Linked DNA regions of Bombyx mori: region 2 is linked to region 1. Evidence: chromatin contacts called from public Hi-C data. All regions are on one chromosome and are shown on one strand. Each heading gives the region's core, a stretch centred on a gene start, on an enhancer-like site or on the middle of the called end of the contact. The rest is flanking DNA. Distances are from core to core; before and after follow the strand shown.

What was found. Hi-C and Micro-C count contacts between places; a contact is called where the count stands out from the background.
Region 2: a contact with region 1 is called in a Hi-C map of middle silk gland, with 2.0 times the contacts expected there. The contact joins two enhancer-like sites. A contact is called at or near these places in 2 of 7 Hi-C or Micro-C datasets (middle silk gland and whole pupa).

The regions. Positions count from the first base shown.
Region 1 is chr17:11,767,215-11,770,803 of ASM3026992v2, forward strand. All of the region lies in intron 3 of LOC105842471, which reads right to left. Among protein-coding and RNA genes, the nearest start is that of LOC101746544, 50 kb to the left of the region's middle. Within about 2 kb of position 2,092, at least 1 of the 8 cell types and tissues checked has open chromatin away from gene starts, as enhancers often do.
Region 2 is chr17:11,975,637-11,979,550 of ASM3026992v2, forward strand. The region is part of intron 2 of LOC105842473; the gene reads left to right. Among protein-coding and RNA genes, the nearest start is that of Mir3208, 11 kb to the right of the region's middle. Within about 2 kb of position 1,380, at least 3 of the 8 cell types and tissues checked have open chromatin away from gene starts, as enhancers often do.

The DNA.
Region 1 (3,589 bases), core at 842-3,341:
TCATGTACCTAATACTGTGTAAATAGCAGCTATTTTCGAGCCATCATTCTTGATTTGACACGTGAAATAATCGGTTCTGTTGTATCGTGGTAGAATGCAATTAAAATATGTAATTTAGATATACTCACGGAACGTAATTATATACGTACGGAATTTGTAGTGTAGTTATTTAACACCTTTCAAGCTAAAATGTCCGAGAGGTATCAAGTGGTTGATAATATTTTCAATTCAAAACTTCATTTAATTTGAAACTAGATGATGACCGGTTTTGTTTTTGATAACGCCATCTTGTTGTGTCTTTAAAGCGGTTAGTTGCCCTCAATTAAGAAAAATAGTATTATTATTCGCCAATAGATGTCGGGAAGAGTTGATTATTGAAAACACGAATAAAACAACATTTTCTGAAATTAAATCGTAGGTAGATCGATTTATCGCCCCCGAAATCCCCCGTATACTAAATTTTATGAAAATCGTTAGAGCCGTTTCCGAGGTTCAGTTTATATATATTTACAAGAATTACTCGTTTAAAGGTATAAGAATAAGATACACAATGATAACGTTAATAATATTTGTTTACCATCTAAGCTTACTTTTCCTTTTACAAAAAAAAATATAGTACATTGAGTTGTAATAAAAATATTTCTTATTATTAGGCTCTTAAGATTGTCTTCGGCATTCGCGAGTCATAGACAAAATTATACCACATTTACGATATTACCTCGCTTTTTTTAATTGCCTTTTCAATCGTCCTTTGTACTGTTTTCCGTTATGTATGCAATTCAATGAAATGTTGACATCACACGACCACTCTATCAAGAGTGACACGATTGAAAAGATGAAGAACGGGGTGTATATTAAAATGTCCTATAGTGAATTAACTTTAAAAGTCTTAACAATGTATCCCGGTTTTCTAAGTTTTAATTATCAAACGGCTAATTCTAAAAAAAGATACATTTCAATTTAATAAGGTATATTATATTTAAATGAAATTTGTTTGAGTGACTCAAATTGAATATTATTTGAAACATTACGGGATTATGTACACCACTTTTTTAATGATTTTATTCATTAATCTAGAGAAAATCTTTATAGGGTCTTCTAGATATTCATGATTCGAAAGACGATTAGCAACCAACTTATTTTCAGAACAAATGTAATATGACCTTCCTATGCAGAGTTCAATATCAAAATTAACCGTACCTTCTCTGCTTTAACGATTACTAATTTTAAAATTATTTAAGCTATTCCCTAAATATTTCTGAGTGTCCTGTCACATTAATTTTATCTCGGCCTACGATCTAGCTCCACGGCTTATCTCGGTTAAATTCGTTACTGAAGCCCATAGACATCAACAACTTAAATTCCGTCACATATACAATGACTGCCCCGCCCTTTAAATTAGAAAGCATTACTGCTTCGCCGCAGACATAGGTGGGATGGTGATGCCTACCCGCGAGGTCTCAAAAGAGGACCTACCACCAGTTATTAAATTAATTAAATATTGATCGCCCGATTGATTAAATTAGTACATTATATGTATTAAAAAAAATACACTGTCATCAAGATTTTATTGAGATTCGAATTCAACAAATTTCACTTACAGCTAGTTAATACTCGGTACTTCAAACGGTAGAAATGTAAACTCACATGTGGCATGTATTGATTGTATGCGAGTTTATTATATTGTCTCAGTCGTTACACTAGTAGTTCCTGAATGCGTATCAAGTGAATATTTACAAAAAAATACTATCCATATTTTAAATCTTCTAACATAATATGTATATTGATGAACTAATGTACGCTTCATAGCATATTTGTTGTTTGATTGTTTTTTGCTATAAATCTAGTCACCGACCGACAAAGGTACATGATACTTTTAAAAAAATACAAATTTTACATTAAACTTGTTACTGAGATTTAAAAAATAGCCGAGAGCAATTCTCTCTATTTAAGGTACTTTAAGCTACAAAAATGTAATTTTATTGTTCCTTAAAACTTACTCAAAGTATTATTTCATACAAAAAATCCTACAGTCGTTAGCACGTACACAACTTGCCGCTACATAAATCTCGTAGCAACTCTACGGTACATTGCTACGGTGTCTACGACGCTACGCTGTTTGCTACGTTAAGCACTACGTGCAAACTTGGAGCATTACCGAGATGAAACCTCTTTAGATTAGTTCTGAGATTTTACATATGGATTTAATATTATAATGTTAGCTTTGTTATTTTAGCTTTAGCTTTAGTCTTGTTTGAACCTACTCATCTCATTGTGACTTCATCATCTTACTAAAAATCGTGTCCCTATTCTTAAAAAAAGAGTAAAATTATTTATCTCTTATTATACAAACTAGACGATGACCGAGCTTAGCTCGGTATTTTTTTTATATTTTATATGAAAAAGACACAAATAATATAAATAAACAATTCATTTTCTTGGTCTAACCTTAAAGCAAACACTCATTGGCTTCGGGTGGCTTAACAACGCCATCTGCTGAAATAGCTTAATAGTATTATTATTCACCAATAGATGTTGGGAAGAGTCAATCGATAAAGTTGAAAATTGAAAACACGATTAAAACAACATTTTCTGAAAATAATTCGTAGCTAGATCGATTTATCGCCCCCGAAATCCCCTCTATACTAAATTTTATGAAAATTGTTGGAGCCGTTTCCGTTGGAGCCGTTTATATATATATATATATAATCTGAATCTCGGAAACGGCTCCAACAATTATATGCATATCTATACAAGAATTGCTAGTTTAAAGGTATAAGATTCGTAAAAAAAATTGAGACAATTTTTTTAAATTTAGAATAAGAATAGTAAACCTGATACGCCAATATTAACTGTAAAAGTACACACAAGTAAAGGTTGGTTTACGTAGGTGACATTTAAGGATTGACGTCACCCTGTCCCAGTTACGAGCTTAGCCAGACCAAGCAGAAATAATAGGTTGTGCTAAAGCCCGAAATGTTTCACTACCCAACGCCTAGTGATAGAGCTCTAAGAAATAAAATAGGTGTATTGAAATCGTGTGAACGCTCTGAACAATGCTGCTATAAATAGTAACCATTTACGAAGTTATCGCGGCTTAAAGGATAAGGCGCCTGGTGTTCTCGTATCGAGCAATGCGACTGTGCCAATGTTCAAATCTCACAAACGGATACCATTTTTTTTTTTCTAATCAAACAATACGTAATTAACGCATGATCAAGAATAACTTACACGACAAAGGAATAATAACGTAAAATAAAAATCAAATCCTAAAAATATATATAATCAATCAATCAGTGGTAGGACGTTTTGTGACTATGCACGGGTAGGTACTATCTATTTTAGCCACGTAACAGTAACCCGGTCAAGTTTGAAGAATAAAACAACTGCTATAGCAAACAGTTACTTTTCGCTTCAAAATGGAATGCCTGATTACTTTGCAGCACAAATCGGCAAATGGTAGCTACCTTTTCTATTAGAAATCAATTTTGTTCGCTCAAAGAAGTATATATATCAAGATAATAATACTCTACACTGTTTCCTACTTAGAGGGAATGTATGGATGCAGGCATTATGTGAACGATTTGTT
Region 2 (3,914 bases), core at 130-2,629, 210 kb after region 1:
GGGTGAAATAAAAGGCTTTCTTATTTCATATAAAATACTATCACTTATTTATGACGGGAGTCATCATAGTACATAAAATATTTGACAGATGCCTGAATCTCACTAGCGATATATTACAAGTCGCGAACAACAACATTGGGACCGCCGGTCCGACGAACAATATCACTCCTTCGTTAAAAGACTGCCTTTGTCGTTACCTCATGAACAAGCTTATTTGCTCTTTGTTTGAATGTTTAATATATACTTACGTATGCATATATTTAAATATATATAAAAATCTATATTTATTTATTTATTTCACTTCATGTAAAATTTATACTGGCGGACTTAATGGCAAGTCATTCTTTACTAGTCAACCAAAGGTAGTGCAGAGTGCTAGGTGCAATGAAATTTATATTAAATTACAAATACATACACAAAAATATATACATACCATAAATAAGCGTAAACGTATAATATATATACACATATACATACATACATACATATAATAGTTTAAAAAGTAGTAAATATTTTGTATTTACTTGCATATTTTTAGTATTTATTTGTATTTAATCGTATGTAAGTCTATCTTGTATTGTATTTATTTTTCACATGTGTATATAAGTATATATTTTTATGTAAGTTTATTAAGATATAGCACCGTCCACGCTAGCTTGCTTATTCCTCTCCCTGCAAGGTTGCCTGGAAGAGATCGCTTTCAGCGATAAGGCCGCCAATTTATGTCAGCGTCTATTATTTGTTTTATATGTTTACTATGTACATGTGGTGTTAAATAAAGATTTATATTATTATTATTATTACTTTTTATATCAGTCTGAAGTCTCCACAGGGAATCTATCGGGCAAGATGAACGTGTGTGACTTATATCCGGTTATTGTTATTATTATGATTATTATATTCTTCTATCAAATAACCTAAATCATAGTAATACATCATATTATATTAAAGGCTTACCGAAATGTTGTTAAACATCTATCAATTCAACAATCAGTCAAGATAGAACCTCTGATAAATTAATAACATAAATTATTATTACCGTATTTATTTCATGCTGTCTTGTTCGCACCATGTACGTTCTCATCACAAATGAGCCTAATATTTAACTGTACTGACACTAGTGGAATAATAAACATGATATATGACTACTTACAGCCAGACGTTTTGGCGCCGCGCCCGTTTTCAATCGATGGAGCTCCCGTCCAGATGGATTTTATAAGGCAACATCCTTTATGGCTTTAGAAATATTGTAGTTATTATGTCGGCGAGGTCAGCGTTATCCCACAAAATGCTTTCCTTCTATTTTTGTTCGAAATACATTTTGCAATGTAAATAACGGCGTAGGTCTACGACGCAGCTCTACGTCGTAGGTCTACGACGTAGCTCGATGACTACGTGCGACGTAGCGTTAATTCTACGCTACGAAAACAAACCGCTTGAATTATTAATGGACAATTTTAAGTGTCTAAGAGTTACCTGGGTTACCTTAAGGAGTAGTACTAGTGGGAAATAAGTGACATGGTCCGGCATATATGTATGTATGTGATGCACCTGATCAAGACACGATCCAGTTTATAAGGATTTTGTGAGGCGAACTATATAATATTATGCCCAAAGGAGAACTTCAATATTTACAATGGATGAATGATGGAATTTTTTTTTTTTGTCATAGCAACACGACTTCATAGCAGTATAGCGTTAAATAAAACGTATATTGTATTGAACAGCCGGAAATTTCATTTGAAAAATATATATATTTTTTTCTTTTTTATTTATTGCTTAGATGGGTGGAGGAGCTCACAGCCCACCTGGTGTTAAGTGGTTATTTTTTTTATTTTTATTGCTTAGATGGGTGGACGAGCTCACAGCCCACCTGGTGTTAAGTGGTTACTGGAGCCCATAGACATCCACAACGTAAATGCGCCACCCACCTTGAGATACAAGTTCTAAGGTCTCAAGTATAGTTACAACGGCTACCCCACCCTTCGAACCGAAACGCATTACTGCTTCACGGCGGAAATAGGCGGGGTGGTGGTACCTACCCGTGCGGACTCCCAAGAGGTCCTACCACCAGTGAAAAATATTATATACAATTTATATACAATATTGCACAACATTACAACAGTTGCGCATACAACTTGCGTTTGTTTTAAGTACAAAAAGCAATCTTATATGGAACGAATTAGTGCTCCGTACATCCCGAATAATGGCTTATTAAAATTATGTTTATTAGTACAATAGAATATTTGAAAGTAACACTAACATTAAATTTAGAAAAATCTGTTTTAAATTACATCATTTCATACCTTATCCGTTACCCTAGTGTCGTAATAGAAGAGATTATGTTTATTAATTCGAAATTATCGTCAAGAAATAAGAATGTATATAAACTTTAAAATAATCTCGGTACGCTCATGTTCCAAGATCGTTTGATATTTCCTCAACGTTACCCGGAAACTATCTCTGCATAATACATCCAATATCAACTCAGTGATTCCTATTTGTGAATAAAAGAATTGGCCGTCAAACTCGCTTCCAACAATAACAACAGTATGTAAAAACGTACGGAAATATACCGTTTGCATAAATATGTATCCAGTATAACTGTAGATGTACTTCCAAAGGCGGAATGTATTACGTATTTGTAAAAGTTTGAAAAAACCTTTATGTAATTATTTCCAGATTTGTAATCATCTTAGGATTTATCTTATATATTATAAGTTAAAAGGATGAATACAGGATTTATCAAACGGACCAATTACTCCTATAGTTACAGTTAGTATTATTTATAATATATACTCTAAACATCGACAAAGGCATGTTAGATCAGAATAAAAATTCCAAATCGATCGATTCAATCCGCACGTCATTCATAAATTAATGTCAATATAAACTTTAATACCTAGATCGTATCGTATTGTATAATCGTATACGACATAATAATAACACTAATATTATTCTTTGCTATCCTATTATATAGCTATCTTATAATCAAACTTCTTTTTTTTTCCTCCCAAAGCTGATAGCCTTGAGAGGCTATATCAGCGTCGCCTTAACTAGTAGGTGAGCTCACGGGGCTCAAATCTGATGACGTTGCTAACACGAACCCTAGCAAGAGCCGTGCTTCGCAAAATCTACCACCGGATCGGAAACGCGATCCACCAAAAAGATCCGGCGAGAAACTCAGTGGGCTGTGTCTGAGGGTTAATTTACTCGTCGAGCCCTTCGTCGCAAGTGGCGGGTTCGATGAGAACGATGACCGGTGCTTGAGGTACCTAAAAGCACCATCAAACATAAATAAATATTATTTGGGTATCAATATCATTTTTTTTCTTCTTTTTCCCAGTTAACTCAACGCTCACCTTTTCCGAATGAATCTTATCATTTTAAACTCACACACGAAAACAGAATAGTGATTTGAATTTACAAAAACACACCAACCTTTGTTGTTTTTGCATAACACTTGACCTGATCCGATTACAGACAACTCGTCGCAGACCTCACCGTCCTAAATTCACTCCTTAATATTTATGGAAACTGTCTTAAATAACACAGTTCGCTTCATGTTACGTACATAAATCAGAGCTGTGCGAAATTACATGAGGTTACCCTCAACGCGGTCGAATTTATTATGAAGTTATGGAATGTGATAATTTTATTTAAAGTTTTAAATTATTATTTAATAAATTAACCCAAAACATATTTTTTTATAGTTCGTCTGCAACGATTAGTCATTAAGACGAAATAAGACTAGTATATTTAAAAAAAAAAACATCAATTAATACCATTCGCATAAAGATCCTTGTAGGTTAAATTACTTTCTAAATTATGGTCCGTAATATTTATAATGTTTTTTTTTTTAATGCTTAGATGGTTGGACGAGCTCACAGCCCACCTGATGTTAAGTGGTTACT